4 separate regions of the Sus scrofa genome follow, and regions 1, 2 and 4 are each linked to region 3. A link is a contact called in public Hi-C, HiChIP or PLAC-seq and promoter capture Hi-C data. All regions are on one chromosome and are shown on one strand. The core of a region is the stretch at or near the end of the contact, and the rest is flanking DNA. Distances in the headings are between cores, read along the strand shown. Region 1 holds the start of NDUFA6 (NADH:ubiquinone oxidoreductase subunit A6). Region 2 holds the start of CYP2D25 (vitamin D3 25-Hydroxylase). Region 3 holds the start of LOC100524254 (NADH-cytochrome b5 reductase 3-like). Region 4 holds the start of TSPO (translocator protein).

The links. Promoter capture Hi-C pulls out the DNA fragments that hold promoters and counts their contacts. A called contact is a pair of places that touch in the nucleus more often than the background predicts. HiChIP or PLAC-seq counts read pairs in DNA pulled down with a chosen protein or histone mark.
Region 1: a contact with region 3 is called in a Hi-C map of embryonic fibroblasts, with 2.5 times the contacts expected there. The contact joins the promoter of NDUFA6 here to the promoter of LOC100524254 in region 3. A contact is called at or near these places in 1 of 5 promoter capture datasets (fetal skeletal muscle), 2 of 47 Hi-C or Micro-C datasets (both in embryonic fibroblasts) and 2 of 2 datasets of contacts at active chromatin or transcription factors (alveolar macrophages and skeletal muscle).
Region 2: a contact with region 3 is called in an H3K27ac HiChIP or PLAC-seq map of alveolar macrophages. The contact joins the promoter of CYP2D25 here to the promoter of LOC100524254 in region 3. A contact is called at or near these places in 2 of 5 promoter capture datasets (fetal skeletal muscle and liver), 2 of 47 Hi-C or Micro-C datasets (embryonic fibroblasts and retroperitoneal adipose tissue) and 1 of 2 datasets of contacts at active chromatin or transcription factors (alveolar macrophages).
Region 4: a contact with region 3 is called in a promoter capture Hi-C map of fetal skeletal muscle, with 7 times the contacts expected there. The contact joins the promoter of TSPO here to the promoter of LOC100524254 in region 3. A contact is called at or near these places in 2 of 5 promoter capture datasets (fetal liver and fetal skeletal muscle) and 1 of 2 datasets of contacts at active chromatin or transcription factors (alveolar macrophages).

Annotation. Positions count from the first base shown.
Region 1 is chr5:6,560,166-6,564,891 of Sscrofa11.1, reverse strand. NDUFA6 (NADH:ubiquinone oxidoreductase subunit A6) reads right to left here and starts at 2,818. Exons shown (of 3, transcript NM_001185178.1): 1 at 2,663-2,818. The coding sequence starts at 2,801.
Region 2 is chr5:6,535,720-6,540,792 of Sscrofa11.1, reverse strand. CYP2D25 (vitamin D3 25-Hydroxylase) reads right to left here and starts at 1,772. Exons shown (of 9, transcript NM_214394.1): 1 at 1,519-1,772; 2 at 365-536. The coding sequence starts at 1,707.
Region 3 is chr5:6,144,146-6,149,007 of Sscrofa11.1, reverse strand. It overlaps LOC100524254 (NADH-cytochrome b5 reductase 3-like), which reads right to left and starts at 2,778. Exons shown (of 10, transcript XM_003125982.4): 1 at 2,647-2,778. The coding sequence starts at 2,667.
Region 4 is chr5:5,733,471-5,738,096 of Sscrofa11.1, reverse strand. It overlaps TSPO (translocator protein), which reads left to right and starts at 3,000. Exons shown (of 4, transcript NM_213753.1): 1 at 3,000-3,038.

The DNA of each region.
Region 1 (4,726 bases), core at 1,569-4,068, 420 kb before region 3:
GACTGCTGCGTGTGCAGGTAAGGAAAGGCATCAATCTAGCAGGCAGTGACTGCTATATTAGGTTACTTGGGGGAAAGAGAGAAGTTTAAGGGGTAGCTCCTGCTCTCTAGGTCTTAAATTCTAATTGCAGGGACAACAATTAGAATTTATGAATGCAATAATGAATGCAATTGTAAAATGTGATTGCAATGAATGCAAATGTAAAAATCACAGTGTTCAGGCGTTCCCGTCATTGTGCAGTGGAAATGAATCCGACTAGTATCACCAGGATGTGGGTTCGATTCCTGGCTTCACTCAGTGGGTCAAGGGATCCGGTGTTGCTGTGAGCTGTGGTAGAGGTTGCAGACGCAGTTCGGATCCCAAGTTGCTGTAGCTGTGGTGTAGGCCAGCAGCTGTAGCTCTAATTCGACCCCTAGCTTGAGAACTTCCATATGCACATGTACGGCCCTAAAAAGCAAAACCAAAACAAAACAAAACAAAAAAACCCCCGCAATATTCAGCAACCCCTGATTAAGTACTAAAATAGTGGCACAGACTCAGTGACTTGGGAGCTCAGATAAAGCCCATAGATGTTCTCTGAAAATTAGGTTTCGGTCATTTGTATTCTTATCCTCTGGCGGCTGGCCTTCGGTGGATTTGCTGGTGACAAGGACACGAACAGGGCCTTGAGTGGTAGGTAAAATAAGAAGAGAGGGGCACACGAGGCCCAGGCAACAGAATAAACAGGCTAGAATGGGCACCGAGGCTAGAATGGGCACCGAGGTTGAGGAGGCCTGGGGGCTCCCTTGGTGAGGAGACCTTGCGGTGTGGCCATTCCTGTGACGTCGCCACTCTGGTCTACAGAACTATCACGGCCAGCTCTGAAAAGCACAAGGGCTGTTTAGGGACAATTAAGTTTGAATCTTTGATTATACTCATAACTTAGTGATAGCAATAGAAAAATAAAGCTTCTGCTGAGGAAAAGATCAAGCCCGGCTGATCCAACCAAAGAATAAAAGCAACAGCAGAAATGTAACAGGAGAAACTCCGCCATCCCAGCTTCACGGGTGTTAACAGGGAGGGCAGAGGGTCACCCACACAAGAAAGAGCTCGGTGTCCAGTGGTGTGCTGGAGCAGGCTGCCTGGGGAGCCAGGCACACACGTCTCTTCCCAAATCTGCCTGCACTGACTTCACTTTGAGGGCTTAAAAATCCACCGCGGTGGGAGTATTTACATCACTGAAAATGGTAAACACTAAAAATCTAGGTTTTCAGCCACAGAGTTAGGTGCCAAACACCACAGTCAGTATCACGTTAGGAAGTCTGGAAAAGCAAACACAGGGACAAGAGGACAAAGACACACAAATCCATGCAAACTAACATGGATCCTGGATTTGAGAATCCTAGCACTAGAGCACTGTGGGGACTTGCCTGAGGTCAGACCACTGGTTCCTGGCAAACAGGGGCCAAGAATCCAGGTTGTTTATTGTTTTATAATGTACGATATTCTGCTCGTTTAAGGAAGGGAGCATGAAGAATCTCCCCCTGCTATCAGTGCTTACCTTTCCCGCATAGTCACATCAGATACCTGCCCAACCTTGGGAGAAACAACAAGGCACCTCCACGCCTACTAGGGAAGCTGGTGTCCACCCACTCCCGTTCCACGTGATGTCCTAAACCACACACCAGCTCACTGGGTGCATGCATCTTCTCCTCAGGAAAATGTTCACAGGCACAGATGCAAAGATGTGCTTACGATGTTAGTTTACGGACCCCTGAGTGCCCACCCTGCCCGGTTAAGAACCCGTGTCTCTAAAGAGAAAAATTCCATAGCTTTGTCCTAGGCGGCCTCCTCCTATCCCAGCCCCCTGAACACACCCCCTCCACCAGTGAGAAAGCCGGGGACAAAAATGTCCCTGACATGTGTATTGCCCCTGACAGTTTAGATGAGGTTTTCCCCAACTTTTCCTTCACTAGTTACACTGGGCAGCGCTAAGGGGGATGCCCCCCCGGCCCCCCGAAAAAGACAGTCTTTGAACCCAGGGAGCTTATACCTTAATCCTGCAGGTGGACAGACTGGTTCTCAGACACGTGATTCCTGGGGTTCTGAGGCAGCAGAGGGCAGGGGAAGGCGTTCTTAAGGAAAACTAGCCTGCAGAGCCAGGTAAAAAGACTTGGGAGACTGCGGAGGGTGGCCCTCTCACCTGGAGGGACGGCAAAAGGCACCACGTCTTACTGGATGACCTTGGGAAAGTCCCTTCCCTTCTCCGTAGGAAATGTGGGAAGACCACGATGGCTCAAATTCTACAGCCCTTTGGTTTATATAACCTAACGGGCGTCCGTAAATACATTCAGGTTTTCCAGAGTTCACCTGGGGGTTGACCTGGCCTGGCCTCTAGGTGCCTCGGTTGCCTCACCTATAAAATGAGTATGTCAGTGACAGCCGCTGCTCTCCCTCGCAGGGGCTCGGGAAGAAATACAGGGGGGCAAAGAGCGAGAGCGCTAGACGCGCGGTTCCGACGCAGAGCACGACTAGGCACGTGGGACCCTGCTGCCCTGAAGCACTCGGAGTCACCCCTGCCCAAGTTGGCCACCTCCGCCCGGCCCGGCAGAAACGGGAGGCCGGGGCGGCTGCGACCTTGGGCGGCTGCCTCCGGGTGCCCGCGTGCGGCGCTGCCTCTCACCAGTGTTCGGCACCTCCCGATACCAGGCGCGATAGAGCTCGCGCACCCTCCGCTTGGCCTCGTTCATGTCCCGACTGAAAATGGGCTTCACCGAGGTGCCGGCCGCCGCAGCCGCCCGGGGAAGTCCGCTCGCCGCCATCTTGCTAAATAAACCACAGCTCAACACCACCCCCTTTTCTACTCTTCAGGGCGGCCTGGGGACGCCTTTTTTTTTCTCATTGGCTAAAACCTGTATCCCCGCCCACAATCTTCGCTGGTGGGCGGGAGAATGGCTGTGGGGCTCTCTTATTGGCTGAGAAGCCTTGCTCTCTTGGTTGGAGACCGGCAGGCGCATGCTCACCTGCGGAATCGCGCTATCGGCCATTGGGGGTCCTAGCCGTCGCCCTGTTGTGCCGCCGGGGGGCGCTCGGGCCCAGGCTGATCTTTGGGCCGCGAGCTGGTGTCTCGCTGCTGTCAAGAGTCAGGCCGAGCGCTCGTGCTGGGCGGGTTGTGGAGCTTCGTCTATCAGCTCCCCGGGCTCCGGCCGTCGGCCCCAGGGGCCGCTGAGGCGGATAATAGCTTCTGTTCTGCCGTGGCGTTGGCCCAGCAGCTCTGCGGCTTTTCTGGAAAAAAAAAAAAAATTTCCTGTACACCTGCTCTCTCGAAGCGTGGTGTAGAGGTAGAGGTGAAAGCGCTCTCCTGGCCCTTTAGGTTCTCAGCGCTTCTCCACGCCCAGGAGGTAGGTCGTATCATCAGCCGCATTTAGACGGGGACGTTTTCATCCCAAACTCTGCATCTCTGTGACAAATAGCCCAGAATTTTGGAGCTGGACCGAACCTTAGGTCGTCCACTGGGGATAGCCCTTTTGCCTGGCATTCTTCTCCTGAGGTTACCTCTGAACATCAAGGGGAACCTGGAAGGGTAAAGGGAAAAGTAACAGCTGACAGCCTGTCAGGCCGTGCACAGGTGTTCTGCTTGGTCTTTGTCAGCCTCCCAGATCAGGGAGGGTCTGCTGGCCTCCCATCTTCAGGTGAGAAACTGAGGTGGTGCCAGACGTCTCGGTCACTGGCCATCTCCGACTGCGCCCCTGCCTTAACACTTGCCTGGAGTCCATGGGTCTTTTCTGAAAGTGCAGCTGGACAGACACCTTGTAAGTGTTGGGAAGGAGTTGGGGTCAGGGCTCAACTGGGACCCCAGCCAGCATGGGGGATGGACCTGCATCTAGCCCAGTCTCTCCCCCCCCCCATTTTTAATGTCTTTTTGCCTTTTCTAGGGCTGCTCCCACGGCATATGGAGGTTCCCAGGCTAGGGGTCGAATCGGAGCTGTAGACGCCGGCCTACGCCAGAGCCACAGCAACGCTGGATCCGAGCTGCGTCTGGGACCTACACCACAGCTCACGCAACGCCAGATCCTTATCCCACTAAGCAAGGCCAGGGATCGAACCCACAACCTCATGGTTCCTAGTTGGATTCGTTAACCACTGAGCCACGACGGGAACTCCTTTCTTTCCTTTTTTAGCAGACTCATGGCCTATGGAGTTCCCGGGCCAGGGGCCAGATCTGAGCTCCAGTTGTGACCTGAGCTGCAGCTGCAGCAACACCAGATCCTTAACCCACTGTGCCAGGCTAGGGATGGAACCTGTGTCCCAGTGCTTCCAAGACGCCACCGATCGCATTGCACCACAGCAGGAACTCCAGTTTTTCCCATTTTATTTGTATTTATTTATATTTATTTATTTACTTACTTACTTACTTTTTAGGGCTGCACTCTCAGCATATGGAAATTCTCGGGTTAGGTGTCCAGTCACAGCCACAGCAACGCCAGATCTGAGCCACGTCTGCCACCTAACCACAGCTCACGGCATCGCCCTATCCTTAAACCACTGAGTGGGGCCAGGGATCAAACCCTCGTCCTCGTGGATATTAGTCAGGTTCGTTACCGATGAGCCACAATGGGAATTCTCCAGTCTTTCCCATTTTAAAGGGTAAAAAAATTGGATTGTTTTCCTCCGTATTATTTTTTTAAATGTGTTTGTATGCTTAACTCAATTATGGGTTAAAAGAAGGCGTGTAGCATGTAGTATA
Region 2 (5,073 bases), core at 523-3,022, 390 kb before region 3:
TAGGGCCCGGTCTTGGCCCCACTTTTTGCTTTGCTCATCGTGACCGTTCTGGAAAGGTCCTGGCTCGCCCCGGCTCCGCCCACTTTGACTTCATCCTCCTAGTTCCTCTGGAACTTGACCTTCCCTTCGGTCCGCAGTGGCCCTGGGCCGCCCTCTCTCAGGCCTCACCCTCCTCTGCCTCACACATATTCTTCCTCGCTCAACTCTTGGCCACAGACTCCCTACACCTGCCTGCCGCCCCTTCAAATTCGCTGACTCTTCTTGCACCCAACGTCCACGGCCCTGCCTCCGCCTGGCCCTGCGGGTATCGGGTCATTGCTGGCCCAGTCCCGCCAAGGCGCGGTCCACCCCCTCCTCTGCTTGCCTTCGGAGCGCGGCCCGTAACCCAGGTGCTCTAAGATGAACACAGGTGGGCGGTCGGAGGTTTCATGGCTGTGGGACACCAGCGCCTCCCGCACAGCCGCCAGCCCATTGAGCACGACCACGGGCCTCCAGATCTGCTGCAGGCTGAATACATCCCCAAAGCGGCGCCGCAGCTGCAGGCCAAAGGTCAAAGGCGTTTTGTCAAGTTCAGGCCCCACCAGGCTGCAGGCCTAGCCTCACGGCGTTAGCCTTGGGGGACCCCTGCTGCAAGGACTTCATCCAGCCTTAGGACCCTGGGAGTTACATACATTATGGTCCAGGACCTCAAGTTGCCTCAAATCACCCAGCTATGACTGTGTAAAGGTCACCAAAATTGTCAATAGGCCAAGTTAGCACCCCATTTTACAGGGGAAGAAACCAAGGTTCATAAAGGTGAGCACCGGGGCCCAGGGTCTCAAGGTGACAAAAGATTTGAACCAGATCACTGCACCTCTCTCAGCCTGAACTTCCTGATTTAAATAGAGCTCATGGAGTTCCTGATGTGGCACAGTGGAAACGAACCTGACTAGTAACCATGACGTGGCGGGTTCGATTCCTAGCCTCGCTCAGTGGGTTAAAGATCCAGCATTGCCATGAGCTGTGGTGTAGGCTGAAGACATGGCTCAGATCCTATGTTGCTGTGGCTGTGGTGTAGGCCAGCAGCTGCAGCTCTGATTCGACCCCTAGCCTGGGAACCTCCATATGCTGCAAGTGCGGCCCTAAAAACAAACAAACAAAAAAACAAAATAAAGAAATAAATAGAGCTCATGACCAGATGCCCATCCCCCTTCTCAAGACACTTCCTCCTCTGATGTAATCAGAGGGGCTCAGGCTCACACCATTTAGGTGCTGGCCAACCGAATTCCCAGCCTGTAGCCGAGTCATGTCCACCCCAACCCCCACCTCCACCTTTGCCCTCTCTGAACTTTGCTTGGAAAATCTGAACTGTCCTCAGGAACTGCACAAACACCCTCCCTCAGGAAGCCTCTCGAATCTGCCTCCTCTTCTCAGCCCAGCTCCTAGGCCAGACTGTGGCTTTGTCCAGTGACCACAGTCTGCTGCTGTGTGGGGTCCCTAAGACCTTCACTGCCCACTTCCCACCATCACCTTGCTCACCTGGATAAAGCTGAGACGTGGGTCTTGGAAGTTCACTTGTAGCAGGTTACCCAGCCCAGGCAGTGGCATGGGGCCCGGTGGGTAGCGTGGAGCCCAGCGTGAGCGCCGGTGCATCAAGTCCACCAGGAGCAGGAAGATGACCATGGCCAAGGCCAGGATCCCCAGTAAATCCCCAGTCAGCAGACCCATGGCTGCCTCAGTGCACACTGGGCTCCTCACCGCACCAAGCACCTAAGACCAGGCCATGCAGAGCACTCTGAAGGCTTGACCAGCCTAGGCCCATTTTATAAAGGGAGCCGAGACTGGTCTTTGCCCTCTGCTCTGAGCCAACCTGCCAGGGAGACTGGGCTGCCAGAGGGTGCAAGGGGTGGGGGAGGGGCCCGGGAAAGTCAGGTGTGGGTATGGTGACTGTCCCTCCTGCCCTCTCCATGTGCTTGCCGCAAGGACACAAGAAGTCCTCCTTCACCCTGGCCGGATTCCCACCTCTGTAAAACTTCCAAAGAATCAGACGTCTTTACACTTGACTCTGCCACTCTTGTCACTTAGGGCTCACACTCCCTGATGTGGCCACAGCCTCAGCCCCAGAACATACCCTTGTCCTGCTGCCTCCTGAGTGGCCCAGGTTTTTCAGTGGCACCTGCCCAGTGCTGGAGGGAGATCGTCGTGACCAGAGGGACCATCATGGGGGATAAAGGTCTTGGCATCCCCTCATTTCATTAGAACACTGAACACAGACACAGTCACACACTCATAAACCACCCACACACTGCTTACTCACACGCACACATTTACACACCCACAAACCCACACATTAACACATATGTACCACATGTACGCACACACACCCTCTACTTCTCAGTGGCTGCCCAGACCTGACCCCCTACCCCACCCCACCCCAAGGCTGCTCGCAGGGGTGCTGAGGCCCCTCACCTGGCTGGCTGCTGGCTCAGCCCTTTCTTGGCTTCCACCTGGTTGTGGCCGTGGCCACCGGAGTCTGGGGACGGGGAGGCAGGAGGACTGTTTTCAGAGCTCCCTAGTTCCCTGATGGCCCAGAGACCCTTTCCTGTTTGTTACAATTGGTCCTCGGACCTTCTAGCTCTTGCGGCCGTCCATTGCCTTTCTGTGTCATTTCCTGACTCGGAAAAACGTGGAGGGGGCACTTGCCCTTGTTGACTGAGCTACCAGTCAGCCTCCACGGTGGCTTAGCATAGGCTGTGACTGTCCTCAGAGGAACAGGCCTCATGGATCGTGGGGAACTGGGGTTCTGGGACCTCAAGGAGGCAGGGAAACCAGTTTTAAGGCCATTCTACAAAGAGGGTAAGACCCACGGGCACCCTGGTGACATCTCAGATCCAGCCTGGGGTCTCTCAGCTGGCCTCAGGTGAATGTTCCTGTCCCGTCTGGCAGCAATTTTCCACCCAGGACAGCCAGAGAATCAGGTGGTATGAATGGGGCTGGCAGGATGGTTCAAGTGTTCGTCTCACAGTGCCCTTGGATCAATTGCCTTTGCCTACCCTTGGTTTTGGAGGTGTCATGCTCTCTTCCAAGCAGTCACGCTAATGGACACATGAAGGGCAGTGTCAGACACATCTGTAGTTTAGGCAGGGCCCTCCCCATACTGGGAACCTGTTGCCCAGGACAGGGCGACCTTGAGGATAATCTGCAACCTCAAGGTCAATGGCCTTGACGACCTTGAGGATAATCTGCAACCTTTTGCAATCACTGTGCAATCCTAGCCTCTGTTCACCCAGCACTCACAGGCCAGGCGCTGCTGTTCACTCCCCATCCTCCCCACACTCTGTAATAGGTGGCTTTATGGCCTCCAAAGCGCAGTCTCAGGGATTGCACCAGGGGGTCAGAGTACCATTAGGTGCACCTGAAAACTCACGCTGAGCTACTGGTCTATGCTGGATGTGAACTTCAATCAGGGCCAGCATTTAAGTTACTGAGATTACTTTAGAAACATTCTCAGCCTGCCCTTGCTGGCTTCTGCTCTGGTGAAGCTGTTGCGGCCAGAGGGATGAGCCCCCACTCCCCCGCTCCCCGCCCCTCCATCCCAGTGTCACTGGTGTTCACTGTGTAGGGAAGGCTCCTCTGGATACAGGGACCTGAGACTGAGTCCAGGGTGATGTCAGCAAGACGGCGGAGCAGAAGTGCCAGGCCCTGGGACCCCAAAGTAATGCCGAGCACACCCCCTGGAGAGAGCTCCAGAAAGCGGGTAGGGAGCTGCAGCACCTAGCTGGGTGCTAGGGAAGTTGGTGGCATTTTGTTAGCGCCCCCGCCCCCAGCGCCCATGGAAGAAACCTTTCAGTCCCCACGCCACCCTGGGCACAGGACGAGGGGAAGCTGGGTTTCGCTGCTCAGGGCGCTGCACTCTGGGCCCAGCGGCCTCGCCTCCCCTGGGTTTTGGCTTCTGCAGGATGAGAAAGTTCTGGCTGCACGACAATGTGAATGTACTGAACACTACTGAATGGAGCACTTACTGGTTCAGATGGTCATGCTGTTGTGTTTGTTAATCACCCTTTCAACAGTGGTACGTCCAGGCAATGGAATTTTCTTCAGCACTAAAAAAGAAATGAGCTATCAAGCCATGCAAAGACATGGAAGAACCTTAAACACCCATTACCACATGGAAGAAACCAATCTGAAAAGGCAATTTACTGTGTGACTCCAGATTTTGGAAAAGGCAAAAACTACGGAGACAGGGAATGATCAGTGGTTGCCAGGAGGTTGCGGGGAGGGGACAAAGAGGCGGGGCACAGAGGATTCTTAGGGCAGTGAAACTACTCTGATACTCGAATGTTGATACATGTCTTTTTTTTTTTTTTTGCTTTTTAGGGCTGCACCCGTGGCATATGGAGCTACAGCTGCCAGCCTACAGCACAGCCACAGCAACGCCAGATCCAAGTCATGTCTGTGACTCACACCATGGCTCACGGAAACACCGGCTCCTCAACCCACTGAGCCACGAAGGGAACTCCGGATGCATGTCTTTCTTTGTCCAAACCCACAAGACGTGCTCCAAGAGAGAACCCTAATGGAAACTACGGGCTCTGGGTGAGGTGCTGATGCAAGCTCACCAATCCAAGAAGATGCATCACTGTGGTGGAGGAGCACTGACACCGAGGGAGGCTGTGTGCATGTGTCTGGGGGCAGAAGATAGATGGGATATCTGGGTTTTTCCCCCTTTCTTTTCCATTTTTGCCCCGCCTCCTCACGGCATATGGAGTTTCTCAGGCCAGAGATCAGATCTGAGCCACAGCTGTGACCTACAGACCCTTTAACCCACTGTGCTGGGCAGGGGATCGAACCTGAGTCTGACGCTTAGAGAGGCCACCCATCCTGTTGCACCACAGAGGGAACTCTGATATCTCTGTACTTTCTGCTCAACACTGCTATGACCCTAAAACTCTTCTAGAAAATAGTCCATTAAAAAAACCCCACACACATGGAACTCAAAAAGTGGCAGGAGTTGAAATGAACATGGAAAGTTCTCCCTGCAGAGGCTGGCGAGTTAGAGTCAGCAGTCAAGCATGGAACGGACCATGCCCCAGT
Region 3 (4,862 bases), core at 1,529-4,028:
CCAAGGCACCACTCCCATCCCTGCAAGCAGTGGGCAGAGTAAACAGGAGGCAGGCGGCCGAGACCAAGGCCCATCCCAGCTCCTCCTCAGCTGTGCTGCTCGCACACACACACGCACACACACACGCACACACACACGCATACTCTACTTAACCCAAGCCACCCAGGGGCTCTAGGGCACAGCTGCCTCCCAGGCCTTGACCCGATGCCTTGCAGGCCACGCTTGGCCCCACGAGGGAACCCACCACTTGCCCTTCCCTACCTCTGATGACACAGGGAGGGGAGAGGGAAACAGGGTGCCAGTTTCAGGATGCCCCCAGATCACCCACCACAGTAGAGGGGCTGGCGAGGCCTGCTACCCCCACACGGCACCCTACCCAGCTGGTCCCCCTTGGGATTCCCACTGGGATCCAGGTCAGGTCTGGGTGGGCAGAAGGAACGGCCAGGACCCTCCCACGCCCCTTGCTCCTCAGGCACAGTCCCCTGTGCTGAGGCTTACCCACCTGCTGCCCGCCCGCCAGCTGTCCAGCTGGGATCTGAGTGTCTGCCTGTCTCATGGACCCCTTCTCAGGAAGCAGGAGGAAGTGGGAGGGAGCAGAGGAAGTTCTGCAGCGAGGGGCTCCTGGCTCAGAACTGCCGGGGGAAGGGACCGCAGGAGGAGGGGCAGGTGGACAGCAGAGCCGCCCTCCAAGGGGAGACACAGCCTTGCTTCCCAGGGGCTGAGGGCCCGGGGCCATGGACGAGGCACAGAGCTGCCGGGGGAGTGGGCGAGCCTTGGACTCTACCTTGGTGGCAGCCAGTCAGGGTCCACTGAACGCGGCTGTGCTGGGGACAGGGGAGCCAGAGTGGAGGAAGGCAGGTTAAGCCTCCAACGTGCCCTCAGGTGGCCGGCAGACTCAGGGGCCAACCCCTGAGCACTCTCCCTTCCGCGTGTGGGAGGAGGCCTCTTTCACAGCCTGCATGTCTCAGATAAGATGCCCAGGGCCTCCCACAGACCCCAGGAGGCAGGGCTGGGGTCTGCTGTGGGCATTTCGGGCCAAGCAGGGATCCCAGCAGGACCTCCAAGGAAGGGCGACTGCACCCACCCCTTGGACAGAAGAGGCTCAGGAGCTGGTGAAGGTCTTCTGATGCCCAGACAGGGAGGGCTCTGCCCTTGCAGAGGGGCTGCAAGGAGTGCTTGGCTACTCGGCAAAAACATCAAGCAGCCACATCCCGAGGACGCAGAGACAAATCCAACCAACCCAACTGGAAGGTGAGAAGCAGTGTGGGAAAACAGCAGGGGTGGGGGTCTGGATGGAGTCAGGAGGCCGAGCAGTGAAGGGGGAAGCGGTCTCTGGGAAACACAGTCAGGACGCTATATGGAGCAGGGGTGACGTCTGCCGGAATGCCCTGGGCAAGGCCGCTCCTTGGTCTAAACATCCTCCCCGAGGCCTGGGCAGGGCCACATGCTCAGGAGCAAACACCCAGGCCATGAGGCCTTCTGTCTAGTCCCAGAGGGGGACCTCACAGTCAGAGGGAGGAAGCAGGCCCCAGCCAAGTCCCAGGGCCCTGGGTGGAGGCGGAGGAGGCAACCAGGTCAGAGGCTCTGGGCCTAACCTTCCCAGGGGCAGCCCTCCCCACGGGCCCAGCCAGCACCAGGGGACCAGAGTTGGGGGTGGGGTGTTGGGCTGCCCTCTGGCCATAGCCTCAATGTGGAACACAAGCCCTTGGTCACCACTGTGGCTTCTGAGACATCTGCAAGGAGGTGTCCCTGGGGGAGAGATGGGTAGCCCTGGGCCAAACCAAAGTGACAGCATGACAGTGGACTTTGCAGCCTTGCAAGTTCGGGCCCTGCCAGCCGGGCAGGTGGCCACCTCTGAGTGGCATTTCTTCATCTGTAGAACTGGGCCAGCAGCACAGACCCCAGGTTTGCTGTGTTGAGAGCCAGAGCCTAGCTGCAGCGCACCAAGAGGGCTCGGTGGTGGTGGATGCCAATCAAAACTGTGCACGCCGGCAATGTCTCACACTCACACACACAACACACACACACTCCACATGCACACACTCACAGAGAGTCACACGTTCACACTCCTGCACACCTGCTCACTTATTCACTCACACACGTTCACTCTCAGTCTCTCACCCCCACACCCACTCCTGCACACGCACACGACACACCCACACACCTGGTCACACGCTCTCACACACATACGCACTAGTTCAGTCACACTTCACACGTGTTCAGTCACACTCAAACTAGCTCACACGCAGGGTCGCCAATCGCGTTCATTCGGCTCTAGCTCACCACTCGCGCGCGCACATCCGCACCCCTCCGCTTAACGCTCGGGCCGGGCCGGGCCGGGCAGAGGGCGAGACGGAGGGCGGGGCGCCCCGAATGTTCGGCCGCCCGCCTCCGGGTGACGCCCCTCTGCCGGCAGGCCGGGCCCGGGGGTTGGGGGGACACAGGCCCAGGCGTGAGTCACCGCCCCTTGGTGTCCGCCGGGCGCGGCGGGCTGGGGCGGGGTGGGATTCTGCGCCCGAGCCGCCCCCTGCCCCTGGCGCCGGGTGGCAGTCGGCGCTGCCGGCGGAGGAGGCCTCGGCGCCCGCCGGTCCGCAGCGACGCCCCGGGCCCTCGCCCCGCCACGGCCGGCGCCTCCTCCCCGCCTACCGTGCTCAGCTGGGCCCCCATGGTGGTGCCGCTCTGCGCTCGCTCTGCCGCCGCCGCCGCCGCCGCCGAGACCGCCTGCCTGCCGCGCCCCGGACCCGCCCCCTGGTCGCGTCATCCTCGGAGGAGGGGCGGGCCCGAGAGCGGCCCAATCGGGGTTCGGGGGGCGGGAGGCCGAGCTCGAGGCCCCGCCCCGCCCGCTTCCGTCCGCGGGGAAAGTGGAGAGACGTGGGGGAATCCCGCGGTATTTGGACCCGGGCGCGCGTTGAGTGGAGGAGGGGCCGCTGCAGTCGCCCCCGGAGCCCCCGGCGGGGCTCCGGACCGCAGTGTGGCCTGGGGTGGGCCACGTTTGCCATCCCAAAGGGGATAGATGGCGCCCCCCCATTGATGGCGCCCCCCCCATTGATGGGATCCAAAATACAATCCGGAAACTCCGTCGCGCTCGGATCTCAGGTCTCTGATCTCAGGTCTCTGAGCACGTTGAGAAGACCCACAGGCCTTCTTGTTCCCCAAAGCGCTCAGCTCGGTCCCACCTCCAGGCCTTTCCCCTGGAACGCTGTCCCAGCCGCCTCAGGCTCAGCACTGGCTTATTGCTGGGGCTTTAGGACAAAGGATTCCTCCTCAGCAAGGCCTGACCCCTTCTCCAGGCAGCCCCTAGGACCTCGCAGTAGCTGAGGTCATCCTGTTTATTTCCTCAGGGAGGGTCTGCCCATCCCAGTGGACTGCGGGCTCCCTGAGGGCAGGACTCTGCGTCGAAGTCCCCTGCCTGCCTAGAGCCTAGCGTACAGTGGGTGCTCAATAAATACTTGTTGAATGAGTGAATTCCACAGTGAGCACCTGCTCTGGGTAGGTCCATGCTGGCCCCAGGGGGCTCTCTGCTTTTCTGGAATGGTCTTGGACCCAAATGTGAGCTCCTGGTACTTTGACCAGCAGCCTGCAGCAGGCAGTGTGTTCCTGCAGTGTGCTGCTGACCAGGTAGAGAACAACTGGGACTTCCAGGCACAACGAACTGAGCAGAGCCTGGAAGTAGGAATGAAGTGGACAGATGCAGGGTCAGCAAGGCCAGAGGGAGTTGGAGGGACAGTGGTGTGATGTGAGGTCAAGGTATGGGGACCCAGGTGGAGGGAACTGGGAATGGGGGGGCGGAGTGTGAGGAGCCCTGGAGGATTGGGGGGGGGCAGGAACCAGATGGGGTTTTTTGTTTTTGTTTTTAGCATGTGGAAGTTCAGGGCCAGGAATTGAACCCGTGCCACAGAAGTGATCTGAACCACAGCAGTGACAACACCAGATCCTTAACCCATTGCACTCCAAGGGAATTCTGACCAACTGGGGGTTTATTTTTTGGCTGCCCCACAGCATATGGAGTTCCCAGGGCCAGGGCTCAGATCCCGCTGCTCTGCAGCAATGCCAGATCCTTTCCCTTTAACCCACTGTGCTGCGCTAGGGATCCAACCCACATCCTGGTGTTGCAGAGATGCCTCCGGTCTGTGGCGCCACAGCAGGAACTCCTGACCAGCTGGTTTTAAAAGGGAAAACTAGGCAGAGCACACGGAGGGAAGGAGGGAGAGGGATCTGTTAGCACAGCACGGGAGGGTCAATGTCACAGCAGATCAGTTAGGCCTTATTTCAGTTTTAATAATCACAATTTTAATATGACAAAGGAAGTAATCAAATTGGAAAGTTTGGCGGCATATGCAGCCAGTAAGTTTCAATAGCTGGGTGCTTGCTAGGGCACCCATGGCACAGGTGACTTTTCCAGAGACACCTTCCACGGAGGCCAGGGGAGCAGCACATCACCCCAAACCTCTGCATTTTCCCTCTTCACTTTTTTTTTTTTTTGGTCTTTTCTGGGGCTGCACCCGCAGCATATGGAGGTTCCCAGGCTAGGGGTCTAATCAGAGCTGCAGCCGCTGGCCTACGCCACAGCCACAGCAACACGGGATCCGAGCCGCATCTGCGACCTACACCACAGCTCACGGCAATGCCGGATCCTTAACCCACTGAGTGAGGCCAGGGATCGAACCCGCAACCTCATGGTTCCTAATCGGATTCGTTAACCACTGAGCCACGACGGGAACTCCTCCCTCTTCACTTTTGATTCTCTTCGTGTTGTTACACCTGCATTGATGATGGCTCTCATGAATGTGGATGTGCGATGCCAGATTGTTTTTCCGTGTGAAACTTGGAGTTGACTAAATTGGCTTTCTCCTGTGAGTCAT
Region 4 (4,626 bases), core at 1,751-4,250, 410 kb after region 3:
TGATTTATTGTAAGGGGAAGGAAACAAATGACAAAACCACTTATTGCATGAAGGCATTCTTGTAAAGGAACACGTACAGATGCTGACAAGAAGGCACAGAAAGACGACAGCGTGTTGACGGTGCTTGGGTGGGGGAGAGTGGGTGAGTTTATTTATTTGTCTGTGTTTTCCAATTCCTTTGCAAGAAATATGAATTACTCATGCAAGAAAGTAACCACACAAATAAAATATAAGGATGTACTGTACTTGAATCACACTTGGAATTGAGAAGCCGAATGACACAAGGGTTAAGAGGGCAGGCCTTGGACTGCTTAGGTGTGAATCCCTGACCCCCATTGCTGACAGGCTAGGTGACATCAGAGATGTCCCTTTACCTCTCTGAGCATCCTCTGGGGACTGGGAGGGTGTTTTCCATGCCTCCTTCCTGGGTTGACTGAGGCCAGGGGCTGGTTTGCTTGCTGTACCCTCCAGGGTTCAGCCCCGAGCTGGGCACCCTGCAGTGCTCAATATACATGTCCTTTGAAGTTGGCACCTGCCGAATGCCCAGGAGAGGCTCTGATGCTCAGTGCTGTGGGCTTCAGAGGTCACTGCCTGCTTACAGTGAGGGTGGCACAGAGTTGGGGGTCCAGAAGAGCTTCCTGGGGTGATACTGGAGAGCAGTCAGACTTGGACACGTGGAGCTGCCCAGGGTGGTGGTGAAGGATCCTCTCTGCAGGGGGAAGAGTGTGTGCAAAGGCAAGGAAGCAGGATCAGTTCAGGCAGGCAGGACCCTGAGTGCAGTTAGAAAGCTTGGACTAGGAGTTCCTGTCGTGGCTCAGTAGTTAACAAATCCGACTGGGAGCCATGAGGTTGTGGGTTCGATCCCTGGTCTTGTTCAGAGGGTTAAGGATCTGGCATTGCTGTGGGCTGTGGTGTAGGTCACAGACATGGCTCGGATCCCGCATTGCTGTGGCTCTGGCGTAGGCTGGCAGCTACAGCTCTGATTAGACCCCTAGCCTGGGAACCTCCATATGAGAGCGGCCCTAGAAAAGGCAAAAGAACAAAAGAAAAGAAAAAAGAAAGCTTGGACTAGACGCTATGGCAGAGGAACCACAGGAGATCTGGAGCAGAGGTGTGGAAGGGGCAAGAGGGGAGCCTGGGGCCAGCTAGCGGCTGGGCTACTGCCCAGGCTCAGGAGGATCTGCAGGGCTGGACAGGAGGGGGCCACTGGAAGGGGAGGGAGGCTTCCAGGCCCACTGGGAAGGGCATGCACATCTTGCCCAGATCTGCACTGTGACGCTCCCGGGGTGGCAAGTCTCCCCTGAACTGTAACTTCTCATCTGTGAAAGGCTTGCGGGCCTAGTGAGTTTGTTCTCAGCCCCTCCCCTCAGTGCTGGCCTGCAGCCAGTATTTGGGGACAGACATCCCCACCTCCAGGATGCCCCTGTGATCCTGGAACCCTCCTGCAGCGGGGGAGGGGAGAGGGGAGGCACACTGCCTTCTCCCCACGGGTCTTCCGGGGCAGGCAAGTTTGCCACTCTGCCAAGCCACTGGGCACCTCCTTACAGGAAGAGGGTGAGGGCTGGCAGCTTGCTGGGAGGCGTGGCCAGACCGATTTCACTAGAAACAGCAGCTGCAATGCCTGGGGCCACCATACTTTGAGGGAACCTGGATAATCTTTCAATTTCTTTTTTTTCTTTCTTTCTTTTTTTTTAATGGCTGCATTCACAGCATATTTAAGTTCCCAGGCTAGGGGCTGAATCTGACCTGTAGCAGCCAGCCTACGCCACAGCCACAGCCACAGCAGATCTGAGCCGCATCTGTGACCTACTCCAGATTCTTAACCCACTGAACCCTCCTCCTCATGGATACTAGTCGAGTGTTTAACCCTCTGAGCCACAACAGGAACTCCTCGATCACTTATAAAGTCGGAAGAAAAAGATAGTCTTGGATTACACTCATCTTTATACCAAGGCAGTCAAAGGCAGAAGAGGCCCATGAAAGCAAAAATGCCAGGGCCTAGGACAGTCAGACCATGGCCTAGGAGAAGCACGCACAGTTCCCCTTGGCCCCCCAGAAACCAGTTTGGGCACTTGTGGTTCCCTTATGGGGGGTGGGGGGCGGGGGGCCCTGCCTGGCCACGTTAACCAGGGGCTGCAACAGGCCCTGGGCTGTAGTAATAAAGCAACACGTGCAGGTGTTCCCAGATTTGACTAGGCATGAGGTTGCGGGGTTTGATCCCTGGCCTTGCTCGGTGGGTTAAGGATCTGGCGTTGCCGTGAGCTGTGGTGTAGGTTGCAGATGGCAGCTTGGATCCTGCATTGCTGTGGCTGTGGTGTAGGCCAGCTGCTGTAGTTCTAATTTGACCCCTTGCCTGGGGGAATCCATATGCCATGGGTGAGGCCCTAAAAAAAAAAAAAAAAAAAAAAAGCACGTGCAGATGAAGAGGTGGGGTGCTCAAGGCTGGACATGCTGTCCCATCAAGGTGACCCTGGCAAACTGGAGGCCAGCTCTGGACTGCGAGGATCCGTGGGTGCCAGGCGTCTGTGGTATCCTCCTTAGTCCCACGATGTTGCACCCACTTTACAGATGAGGAGATGGGGGCAGAGAGCCGGCCACAAAGCGGCTAAGCCAGGACTAAGGGGAGGGCTACCTCCTGCCCGGGGGCAACAAGTAAAGCCAAAGTGTGCTTCTCCGGAGGTGGGGGGCCAGGGCTGCGGTGCCGGAGGACGTTCAGGGCTTTGCCATCAGGCCACGTCATTCCCCTCTCTGAGATCAGTCTCTGCGGTCCCATTTTACAGATGGGAAAAATGAGGCTCAAGAGAAGCGACCTGCCTGCAGCACTGGCTGGGTCTGCCCATCGCGGCGGTCATGCTGAGAGGGAGAAGACCCGGCCTGGGAGCACCCAAACTTCCAGCCAGGTCGGGCGGGGCCTCGAGGACAGGGCGGGGTGTCCTGGGCGGGGTGTCCTGGGCGGGGCCTCGCGGGCGGGGCGGGCCCGGGCCGCGGCCGCCACCTCCGCCGCGCAGTACCCTTCCCGGAGCGAGTCCTTGTCGCTGGTGAGTGGAGACCCGCGCCGAGGGCGTGGCAGACAGGGGGCTACGCGGGAGAGACCCCCTCCCCCCGACAGCGCCTGCCCGCCGGCGCGGGGCACCAAGGGAAACTGCGGCGGGAGGTGGCGGGGATGGAGGGGGTGGCCGCGGGGCAGCGCTAGGGACCGAGCCATCGGGTCGGCCCCCGGGGGCGACAAAAAGTGACCCCAACCCTGGTCTCCGCGGTCGTTGCTCCTACGCAGCCGGATTCCAGCGGGATTGGGGGCGCGGAAGGGGGAAACTTGGGGAACCCCGCCCCGCCACACCCCGCGCGGGAAACAGAGCGGCGGGAGGGGCCGGACCCCCCCCCTTCCCGCTTATTCCGTAGCTGAGCGGCCCAGGGCGGGCCACCTCAACCGGGTACCCCGAGGATCACAAAATGCTAGGGAGACTGACATTGATCCACTCTTGATGCACTTGAGACACCCCATTTCTAGAGGTGGAAACCCAGGCCGGATAGGGGAGGTTATTTGTCCAAAGCGAGTTAATGCCCCGCGGAGACTTAGGACCGCGTCACCAGACCCCTGTCCAGTGCTCAGGCGCATCACAGCCTGCACAGAGCCCAGTGTGGGCGGAGCAGCCCCTGGGACTTGCCTGTCCCCTGCCTCTCCTGCATAGGAACTGGGAGCACGGGTGGGAGGGGTCGTGGTGTTACCCGAAAACTGGGTTCGCCTTGGGTGTCTTTGCCTAAAGACACAACCAAGCCAAAGTGCAGGAAAAAAGGAAGGATTTGCTACCTGCAAGAAATAAGGAGAACAAGGGGCGGGGGAGTCTCTCCCAAAGCAGTGTCTCCCCAGACAACAAAACCTGGGAAATTTTAAGCTAAGAGTGCATACATATTCATGAGGGGGTTTGGCTGGCGTATGTATTTTCACGGGGGCTTGAGCAGAGGAGAATTCTGCATAGAATTGGGGCAAAGGCCTACAGAGTCCAAGCTTCAGTTGACTGGAGGGTCAGCAAAGATCAACATCTTGTCCCTTAGGCGTTCCCGTCGTGGCGCAGTGGTTAACGAATCCGACTAGGAACCATGAGGTTGCGGGTTCAGTCCCTGCCCTTGCTCAGTGGGTTAAGGATCCGGCGTTGCCGTGAACTGTGGTGTGGGTCGCAGACACGGCTGGGATCCCGCGTTGCTCTGGCTCTGGCATAGGCTGGTGGCTCCAGCTCCAATTCGACCCCTAGCCTGGGAACCTCCATATGCCGTGGGAGCGGCCCTAGAAAAGGCAAAAAGACAAAAAGACAAAAAAAAAAAAAAAAAAAAAAAAAAAAAACCTTGTCCCTTAGTTTCCAGTTGATTTGGTGGCTGAGCACTGCAGGGAGTTTAAATTCTGCAAAACAGCTCAAACACGTGCGTGCTTCAAGCTAACCTTTGCCATTGAGACAGAACTGGGAGTCTTCCTAACTGATTTATGATCTTCGCTCTTGTTTGCCTCTTTTGCCTGGTAACAATCTTGCTTTCATTCCCGTAAGATCATTATTACTGATACAGATGTGATAAAAAAAATCGTTATTACTGAGACCTGTTCAAGAGTGAGCAGTGTGGCCAGCCTTTGATTAC